Regions from separate parts of the Mus musculus genome. Here region 2 is linked to region 1. Evidence: chromatin contacts called from public HiChIP or PLAC-seq data. All regions are on one chromosome and are shown on one strand. The core of a region is the stretch at or near the end of the contact, and the rest is flanking DNA. Distances in the headings are between cores, read along the strand shown. Region 1 overlaps Syn2 (synapsin II). Region 2 overlaps Pparg (peroxisome proliferator activated receptor gamma).

Region 1 (5,367 bases), core at 2,149-4,648:
CTTACCTTTCGCCCACGTGCCCTCTTACATTTTGTGTTCCTGTCGTAGCAATGCCGATCTCAATGGCCTATGCCTCTCTTGTAGCCTCTCCCTAAAATGATTTCCCTCTTTTGTTTTTGGCACGGCTCACTGTTTTGGTAAAGAAACTTTCACCACAGTATAACTAACATTCTTCAATCATCCAAAGATGCCGCCTGCTCAGCAGCTGCTGCCTCTCCTCCTGGAGTTGTGGTTTTCTACTTTCTATCAGGAGAGATTGTTCTTCCCTCTTTGTTTGTTCTTCACTCCTGCCAGGATGCAAGCTCTTTGTAAACAGGAATCTGCTCATCATTTCATCTAAAGGGCTTAGAAAGCATCCAGAATCTAGCAGCCACTGACTATAGTCACACAGGGCTCTCCAGGTGGGATCTCATGTGACTTCATCAGTACAGTGCAGGCCTAGACAAACTAAGAGGCCATCACTAGGCGATGTGATTTCATGAGCCCACCAGCATATATGTGGCCAATCATTGACCTAAATATTGTTATGCAGCACATGACTGAACATCACAGGTGCTCTAAAAAAGGTGGTTGAGAGCAGTTTGCCCAAGTTGCACTCTGTTGTCTGTAGAAAAGGTAAACTACAATAACAAATATAAATCTAATTTTAATACCTCTGCATTTAGGAATAGTTTACCTTTGTCATTTATAATGACCTGTTACTGAATTCCTATCCTAACTTGCTTTTCTTATGCTACCTCTGCCCCTGTAGGTGACACAGAACATGACTGATGATGTGTCCCCATTTGTAATCAGCACCTTTGATGGCCCTCTCATCCTATTTGGGATTAATGTCAGGATCCTAAGGGACCCTTGGTAGCATGCAAACAGAAGAGCTATAAATCAAGAATCATTGCCTGGGTCCCAGCCTACATGTCACATCTCCTGCCAAACCCCTGCATGTGTCATGTATGCCACTCCTCACCCAAGCCACTCTTGTTAGCTTCATTTGTGACCATGCAACCACAGGCTGAATGAGAAAGAACTTACAGCTTGAATCACATAGCCCCATGATTTGCTCTTTGCCCAGTAATATAGAAGAGGACCAGGACAGAACTGTGACTTGGAAAACATAAGCTAGCTAACCACTGTGCATCCTCCCAAGAGTCAGGGAGGCATTGACCACATCACCAAAAGCAGAGCGAGCGGTCAACAACAAAGCTCCATTTGGCTGTCAATGACTAGGTCTCAGCCTGGCTGGAATATTAACCTCCAGGCTGTCCCATGCAATGAAACCTCTACAGTGGTATGCTGTTCTCAGGGTGGCAGTGACACCTTGTGGCCAATGATTGCAGAGCCTCTGTGGTTCATACTTAGCCTTTTGCCTGGTACCCCTGCTGTCCCATCCCCCAAACATACTCAGTCATTTAGAGTAGAAACTTGCTTACTGCTTCCATCTCTAGGGCTTAGGAAAAACCTAGTACCCAGGACCACTGACTATGTCAAGAACAGCTTGACAATTGAGAAACCCCTGAGAAGTGTGAGATGAATCACCAGGATCTGAGACAGGCCTGAAGCTGGGGCTGCGGAGAGCTGGAGCTGCTTCCTAGACTCCCACCTTCAGGTGGCCAGAATTTCAGGTGCTGATTCAGTGAATCTGGTCCTGGTCTTTCTCTGGCACCCCATTGTTATATATTTTACCAGCTCCCTGTTTGGCTTGTGGATGAGGTCCATAGAGACCAAGTTTAAGACCAGGCCTTGGGAAGCATTGACCTGCATTGATGTGCATCTGGGAAAAAGTGAAGCTCGCTCTCTCTCTCTCACTGCCTGAACTGATCAGAAAACACACTGAATGTTGCTTCTAGTCCAAGGGTGGTAATATAACAGGATGGATTCCAACTGAGAGGAGAGGCCAGGATGTTGGGGCTTGTGGCTCATCTACTTTATGGACAAAAGTAAGAGAGCTGTGGCAACAGAGGATGTAGTTCAGCTGGCAGAGTACTTGTATACCACGACTCAAGCGTGCGTGCCTTGGGATCAGTCTCCAGCATAGGCATAAGCCAGGTGTGGTGGCTCCCTTGTAATCTCAGCCTTCTTTCGGTGGAGATATATGAATCAAAAGCTCTGGGTCATCCTTCACTATACAGCAGATTTGATGTTAGCTTAGTATACATGGACCTCTGTCTCAGACCAAACAACATAAGCTAAAGGAGCTTCAGTTGACTACCAGCTGTTTCCAGAAGGCTATGACTCAATGTCTTTAGCTTTCTGATGCCGTCACGGATTAGAAATGGTCCCAGAGGCAAATCTGCTGGAAGACAGGCTTTGACCTTGTATTAAGGAATCAACTCGCCGATACTGAGAGCAGCAACTGCTGCTCGGGACCATGTGACTGTCACATTAATGTTCAGATTTCAGCAGGATAAGCTACTTACTGGGTGGGGAGGTGGTGACAGGATGGGTGGGGGCTGATGAGGCAAGTAGCTCTCAGAACCTTCCAGAACTAGAGTACTGTGCTCCAGGCTGAGTGTAACCACCAGACCTGGGAGAGGTAGTGGGAAAAACTTAGAATAAAAGGACTGGGGTGGGAGGTGTTGGAGCAATGGCTCAGTGCTTAGGAGCACTGGCTGCTCTGGCAGAGGGCCCCCTCTAGTTCCTAGCTCACAGCTATCTGCAAGGATTAAAGATACTTTTCTCTAACTTCTGTGGGCCCCAAGCATGCACACGGCACCCATACATATATGTAGGCAAACACTCATACATATATGATAAATTTTTCTGTGAACTTGTACAAGGAGACCAAGATGAGAGGGGATCTCTTCACTCTGAGAACAGCCTCCAGGGCTGGACGATTAGGGAGAGGCACAACCATCCCTTCAATCCCATATCAGGACTGTTTCACTTGTTCTAAGAGGTAAAGTTAGGACAAACCAAGGCCTTCCTGCTTCCCACAGCAGGCCCGGCTTGAGAGAACGTGTTCCCCAGTGAGTAGAAGCTGAGAACTCCAGGAGATTGGGGGCAGGTTCAGATAAAGCCACCAGTGACTAGATCCCTTAACGAACTATTAAGAGAAACCAGTTATTTTGGGATTGTCTTTACTTTCATGGACATCTTTAATCACTCAAAACTGACATTCTGACCTAGGGTGACCTGATCCTCAGAGCCCCCATAGGACTTGTGGCCCCCACGGACCATTTCTGGTGTCCTCAGGTTATGGAAGGGCCACTATCCAGGCAGTGGTCTTTGCCCAAGAGTAATTCCCCTGGGAAGGAAGGGGCATCATCTCATTCCTGGATACCTTTTATACCCTTGCAGAGGAAGGAAAGGGGCAGTGGCAACTGAAAGGTCTCAAGGTGCTGAAAACATACTGTCCCCTTTGCTCTACAACCTCCTGACCACATTCCTTCCTGCTGCTTCATTCTCCCTGGAGTACTGGACCGGGGAAGCAAGGCCTGGGGGAGCTGATCAGAATAGTTCTGTGGCGTGGCCAGCAAGGAGCTTGGCCTGGCCCCTTTCCTGGGGCCAGACCCTGGGACCCTTTCCCAATTTCCTGTCTCAGATATGCTGAGCAAGCACAGGCCTTCCTCCTGGTGGGGGCAGCTGGTGTTAAGCCAACAATTCTCAAAAGTTGAGTCACTCAATGTCTTTCCTTCCTCAGCTTTCCATCCTGTTGGGGCCTCACTTAGATAGGAGCTCCTCTGCCAGTCTGTCTAACAAAAGCCACAGGGTGGGAAATTAGATGTACCTTCAGCAAAACCCCCATAGATCCTCATGGGCTACGTTTCTCTCTCAGGCCAGTGATCTGCAATTGAGTGGATCTTGCCCAAACTAAGGCAGTGATGTATAGAGAGAAGGCATGGTCTAACCCAACCCCAAATCCCCCACACAAGAACTACCCTCCGTGTGCACAAGATGACAGGAAACTAGTTAGCAATATCTTTTCCATTGATACATGTAGTTCTCACACTGTAGATTTACTCTTATTTAAACAAAAACAATGGCGTTACCATATATTATTCACTGGCTAGGACTTTATAGTTTATAAAGCTCATTTGATGTTTTTAAGCCTCAAAACTCTTATGTGAGATATGGAGGTTGTAATTCTTTATGTGTTGACATATCAGGAAAGACAATGAAGATGACCTATCCAGAGTCACCTGGCTGCTAAGAAGAGCTGGACCATCTGACCCCCAGCTCAGAAGGGTCTGTGTAATACCATGCACCGGGGCTTTTTGGTATGCCTGTGAGGGGGAAGGAAAGAAAGGGAAACCTGGGCACTCGTGGTGCCGTATGAGGAAACTTGCTCTCCTCCATTGATAGCCAGATGCTTGACCTGTCACTTCACCAGCTGCTTCATGGGACATTCATCTCTTCTGCCCCCCAGCCCCTTTGATTGCTAAAGCCCCACAGACCCAGCAGAGCAGGATATTAATTAGCCTACCAAACCTCTATGGGCGGCAGCTTGCTCTCCTCACCGAGGAGTCCCTCAAACCCTATGCCTTCGGGATATCTCTGTTCAGGCCCAGCAGCCCTGGGGCTTTTCTTGCCTCAAGACTGCACTGCTATCTCTTACCTCTGTCATCCAAAGAACTCAAATGCACAAAGAATTAGTGGAAGCCTAGAGACGAAGGAGCCAGCAGAACTCATCTGCCTGTGACAACTTGCATCCCCTATATAGTATCTCTGGCCAGAGTTTTTCTAGGTGCTAGTTGAAGAGTTCTCACAGTGGGACAGTCAGTGTTACCTAGGCTACCACTGACATGATTGACACTAACTCTGGTGCTGCCAGGGTCACATCATCGTTTAATCCTTGTAGTCTGACCATTTGGGGAAGCCAAGATGCAGAGATGTAACTTGTCAAATCTCATAAAGAAAGTGTTTCCAGTCTCTCAACCCCTATCTCTTCACAGACCCTACCAATGGACCCCTCCAAAGAGGTGCCCAGCGTGGTGACTGCTTTCTAAGGAGGCTTGACCAAGCAAGAAGGGAGGGCTCCCCTCCCCCATTAAGACACAAATGCACCTTCAGCCACATTAGTTTAGGCAGTGGTATCAGACTGACAGCCACTTGCAGTCTTTCCATAAGCTCGGTTTCACGGGGCTTTGTTTTGTAGGCAGTTAAAAGGCTCTTTTCCTCCTCCCTGTGTGTGTGCAGCTGGCCACGGGAGCTGGACTAAACATTCTTACCTGTTTGAGTCAACCAGCTTCCTGAGAGAAACTCTGCTGCTCAGGCTGACCACGAGGTCCTGCCTTGGGCTGGCTATATGCCAAATTTTGGCAGTGACGCCAGAGTGGCCAGACTTCTGTGGAATTCAGCATCCCAGGAGGCTCTTGGTGACTGGAGACAGATCCCGTGGTAGCCAAACCCCACAGGGAATAAGCCCTCAGC
Region 2 (5,367 bases), core at 1,163-3,662, 120 kb after region 1:
ATAGTTTTCCTAGTTCTTATAAGGCATCCACTTACACGTCCTGCTTGACTGGTCTTACAGTTGCTCAAACATTTCCATTTTCTCTAGTCACTGCCTGACTTTCCATGTATTGCCATGGTAACAAGACTCTTCATTGTAGTGACCTTAATGACATTACCTAATTTACTAAGCCAGGTTTTAAGTGCTATCCAATTTGTTTGTGTGTTTGTTTTGATTTTTTTTTGATGATATAACTGCTTATGCTATTATATATCATATATGTTCTGGCACCTATTTATTTAATTTTCAAGGTTGTCTTCTTCAGTTAAGAATTTGTTAGTGGAAGTACTTGAGTAATTATATTGTTCTTGCTTTGTTAAGGTACTCTAGTAACAAATGAACAAAAAAGTTCAAATGACTTCCCTTTTCTTTGTTCTTCACCTTATAAATACTAGGACTGCAGGCCCATGTGTCACCATAACCAGCTTGTGTAAATGAATTAGCATTTACCTGCGTAACTTGTGATTTGGGGTAGTGGAGAATGAGGGGAGTACAGAGCTTGCCAGGTGTTTAGGAATAATATAACACAAGTGATTTTGTTGTTCTTATTGTTTTTCTTTTTTAAAAACGTCAGGCTTGGAGATGTTTCTGAAGTGGTAGAGTAGTGTGTTGTCTTAGTAGGTACAGCACTGGGGCCCCATTCTTAGAGTCAAACAAACAACCCTACCAACCAATAAAAGCAATAGTCTACTTTATAGCAAAGACTGTTTCCTGTGGCTGTACAAACTTAAATAAATTATAGCACTGATATATGTGCTGATGACTGAGTCCATGTACTGTGACTAAGAAGGATGAATAGCAGCTTCCGAAAATGTAGGTCTAACAAAGTAGAATACAACCCAACTTTGAAATTATATTTATTTTAGTGAAATGTGATAATACAGGTCTGTAATCCTAGCACTTAGCAGGCTGAGACAGTAAGATCTCAAGTTCAAGGCCATCTTGAGCATAGGGAGATGATGTCTCAAAAATATTTTTTTTTGTCAATGAAAAAAGTATTATTGGGGACTGGAGAGATTGCTCAATGGTTAAGAGTTCAATTCCTAGCACCCACATGGTACCTTACATAGTCTCCAACTCCTGTTCCAGGGAATCCAATGCCCTCTTCTGGCCTTGTTAGGTACTAGGCACACACACAGTACACATACATACATACATACATACATACATACATACATACATACATACAGGCAAAACATGTATACACATAAAATAAAAAATAAATAAATCTTTTAAAATATTATTAACTATTTTAAGGGGATAGGATCCTGGTACCTTAAAGAATCAACTATTTTCAATTTATGTTTAGTATTTGAAAGAATAATTTTAGGGTTAAGAAAAGATATGAGGAAATTTTAAGACAAAAACATTTATAGTTTAAATGTATTAAAATGAACAGGAAAAAATAGATTATGGATGAAATTCCCTTTTATTGTTAACTCTTTTAAGGGATAAGTCTTTTCACTATCCTCTGTCCCTTATTTTATTTATCTTTAAAAAATAAAAATGAGTATTATGTATGTGCATGCCTGTCCTTTGGTTCCTGCCAAATGACACACAGTTGTATATAAGAGCTACTGTTATTCCATGGGACTAAAGGGAAACAGCAGTGACATCTCTCGTTTTATTTTAGTTATTTTTTTCCTTTAAGCTTATGAACTCCTTGTTCTCTGGTTCTTATGATCTGAAATCATTTAAATTATTTGATGTTTTTAACCTTTTATACTCCTTGGCAGGACAGAGGAGATTAAGTGACGTAAACATCTTTAATAAACCTTAAAAGTCACAAGGCTTAGTAGCCAGGACAAGAAACAATTAGGAATAAATTTCGGGGAAATACCATAATGGCATGAGTTTTGTTTTCTTTTGTTAGCAAGCCACATGACTTTTTCCTTTCAAATCCAAGAACATGTTGTGTGGGCTCCTTTTAAGATTTCATTTTCATCTGCATCACAATAATATAGATTTCCCTGAGTTTACTCACTATAATTTGTGATTGCTTATCTGCGAAGGAAGTACAACAGCTCCCACTGGGGAAATACCATGTTAACTTGATCCTAAAATAAGAAATCTAAGGGAAAGGTCACATCCTAATAACTTGTGCAAATCTAAATTCCCATGGAGCTTTGAAATCATTTTGTATGAGGCGAGTATTAACAATGTGTTATTGAATTTCTTCCAGAGAGCATGGTAAAAATGAAGCACTTCTGTATCCAGAAGTGACTGCTGAGGTTTAAATTCAATTGACAAGATCTAGTTTTGCTAGTTTTCTACAATAAATATCCAGAGAAATTTAGCATGACTAATAAACCACAAGGTCTGTTTTGGTTACTTTCACTGGAACTATAAGGATTGTTACTGGGGAGTAGTGTAATTACATGCAGTGAGAATGCCTTTCCTTGTACCATGGATACGCCTTATACTCAGCTTTTTACTAACTGACCTCTAGAACTTACTATATAATTCCAGAAAAATGCATTGCCTGAGGAATCAACAACTATGGTCTTTTCAGAAAATTGGCTAGTTCTCAAAGACTTCAGGCCTCAGTTTCTTTATCTGTTGAATAGGAAGGTGTTTATTTAGAGACTCAAGTAAGGACACATTTGTGGAAAACTTAGAAACTATAACCGGATTGTTCTTAGAGTATTACCATAATCATGACTTTCACTCCTCCCACCCCCAGAGAAATAAAACCAGAAATAAGTCAATTCACTCTATACTGTTGACACCATAACCTCCTACACACTGATAAGTCAAGCCAATCTTGAAAACAGTAGGATTTTCATGAAAGTTGACACATTATCCCAAGTTCAGAGGAATTCTGTTTACAACAAGGATTCTTTTCTAGAACATACCTTTTTTCTGAAGACATATTGTTTAAAAACTCTTAGAAATTTATTTACTTAGAGGAAGATGCATTCTTATTCCTGAGTCTCTCCTTAAGTATTACAAATTAAAGCCGAGCACTTTTGTCTCCTTTTGGTTTTGTGGGCCTTGTTCTTTAAAATATTTTTATCTATTTCTTTCATAATGATAGTAAACTTGCAGTAATTAAAAATTTATAGGCTTATATCTGGGTGCCTTGCCTTTGGGACTCATCTGTGGCAAGAGCAAGATGTTTGTTAAGATTATTTACATATATCTGCATTTGACTTTCAACCTTGGACCTCATAGTGAAATAATACCACACAATAAGAAACACACACAGTTTATTTAGGAACTTGGGATACATGTGCTGTTCAGTGGTAGAATCCATGCTTAGCATGCATGAGGTCCAGTCCCTAAGCACCAAAACCAAAATAAACCTAACCCCCCCCTCAAGCAACTTATTTGTTTAACTATTTATCTGCATGATAGGAGTTCAAAGAATTCATGAAACTCTTCAGTATCTCTTTAATAATCATTACTCAGGAAAAAATATTAACTTCATTTTTCATTCTAATTATTGTTACACACCAACATGGAAAGACGGGAGATGTTGGAGGTCTTGGCACTACTGTACATTGCCAGAGTAAACTGCCTTGTATTCACTCACCTTGTACTCTTTTACAAATGAGAGTCCCTGAGCCTGACACAGCACTCAGCCCTGAGATTCACATCTTGCTGAAGAACAATCAGCCTGGGAGAGTGGCAACTAGTATGTGCTAAACTAAGGTGACAATTCTCCTTAAGTCATAGATGTGGGGTAGTTTTACAATCATCATGCCAAGCCATACTATTATGTAAACCCACGTTTTATCTTCCAGGCTTGGAATGAAAGCAATAGCAAGCATCTCAGAATACATACTTTCATATACTTCTGTTCCTGGGTGCTAAATTCTACTGGGAGGGGGGTGGAGGGGAAGGAGTCTTTCTTGCCTTTCACCCAGTTGATTGCAAATATATCCCCAAATGAACAGTCAGTCCATCATCTCATTTCATCTTCACTGCAGAGCCACCTTCTGTGCTTCTCTAAAACTCCAAGGTGATGTTCTGTCCCCATCAAAGGGAATGTCATAAGCATTGTAGCCAACTTCTCCATGTACTGTGATGTGGTTACCACCAATAGTTCCGACACTAAACTTTCAACAGCATCAAGTTCTTGACTGGACTGGACCAACTATATCCTGTCACTGTTGGTATAAAAGTTAGTTTTTCTATAGTACACATCTTAAGAAAGGACCCTGATATAGCTGTCTCATATGAGGCTATGCCGGTGCCTGGCAAACACAGAAGTGATGCTCATAGTCAGATATTGGATGGAACACAGGGCCCCCAATGGAGGAGCTAGAGAAAGTACCCAAGGAGCTAAAGGGGTCTGCAACCCTATTCGTGGAACAACAATATGAACTAACCAGTAACCCAGAGCTTGTGTCTCTAGCTGCATATGTATCAGAAGATGGCCTAGTTGGCCATCATTGAGAAGAGAGGCTCCTTGGTCTTGCAAACTTCATATGCCTCAGTACAGGGGAACACCAGGGCCAAGAAGTGGGAGTGGGTGGGTAGGGGAGTGGGGCGGGGGGAGGGTATGGGGGACTTTTGGGATAGCATTTGAAATGTAAAATACCTTAAAAAAAGAACACAGACTATCTAGTACTTAACACATTTCCTAGTAAATATTTCAGTTATAAAATTATAATGCAACTAAAACTAAATTATTCAAACATTTTTGTTTCTAATAAATAAACATAGTATTATTAGCAGTCTTCATGGAAAAGTGTGTGTTTGTGAGTGTGTGTGTGTGTGTGTGTGTGTGTGTGTGTGTGTGAAAGATGAATGAGAAAGTCAAAGGTCACCCTCAGGTGTCCTTATTCAGGAACCATTCATTTTTGTTGTTGTTAATTTTTACTTATTATTACTGTGAGTAATTGTGAGTATATTCATAATAAGGAAGTCATCCACGAAGGTCAGAGGACACTTTTGTGCAGTTGGCTCTCTCCATCCACCTTTTTGTGGTTCTGGAGCTTAGACAGGTCACCAGGCTTGTGGGTGAGTGCCTTTACCCACTGAGCCCTCTCACCATGGGCACCTTGTTTTTGAGACAAGATCTTTCGTTGGCCTGGGACTCACTGAATAGGGTAAGCTGTCCAGCCAGTGAGTCCCAGGGATCATCCTGTGTCTACCTCTCCAGTGCTGGGAGTACAAGCATACACTGTCACTGTCACACTTGGCCTTTTTATGTTGCTGCTAGGGATCCCAGCTCAGGTCTCATGGGTAACACGGCAGTACTTAACAACTGAACCATCTTGCCAGCCCTTAGAATTTATTTTTATATTACTAACCTGAATATAAAGCATGCTATATTTAAAATTCTGTGATTAACCATCCCTAATCTGAAAATTTGAGAGC

The links. HiChIP or PLAC-seq counts read pairs in DNA pulled down with a chosen protein or histone mark.
Region 2: a contact with region 1 is called in an SMC1A HiChIP or PLAC-seq map of the NIH/3T3 cell line, with 2.3 times the contacts expected there. The contact joins two enhancer-like sites. A contact is called at or near these places in 1 of 15 datasets of contacts at CTCF or cohesin (the NIH/3T3 cell line), 2 of 484 Hi-C or Micro-C datasets (liver and peritoneal macrophages), 3 of 115 datasets of contacts at active chromatin or transcription factors (bone marrow-derived dendritic cells, extraembryonic endoderm stem cells and pancreatic cancer cells) and 4 of 9 other capture datasets (adipose tissue, bone marrow-derived macrophages, liver and 1 more).

Annotation. Positions count from the first base shown.
Region 1 is chr6:115,266,778-115,272,144 of GRCm38.p6, forward strand. The region is part of intron 10 of Syn2 (synapsin II); the gene reads left to right. Among named protein-coding and RNA genes, the nearest start is that of Timp4, 17 kb to the left of the region's middle. Within about 2 kb of position 3,399, at least 38 of the 459 cell types and tissues checked have an H3K27ac peak or open chromatin away from gene starts, as enhancers often do. A contact at or near this core is called in the NIH/3T3 cell line and adipose tissue, where this site is marked.
Region 2 is chr6:115,388,084-115,393,450 of GRCm38.p6, forward strand. The region is part of intron 2 of Pparg (peroxisome proliferator activated receptor gamma); the gene reads left to right. Among named protein-coding and RNA genes, the nearest start is that of Pparg, 28 kb to the left of the region's middle. Within about 2 kb of position 2,413, at least 13 of the 459 cell types and tissues checked have an H3K27ac peak or open chromatin away from gene starts, as enhancers often do. A contact at or near this core is called in the NIH/3T3 cell line and adipose tissue, where this site is marked.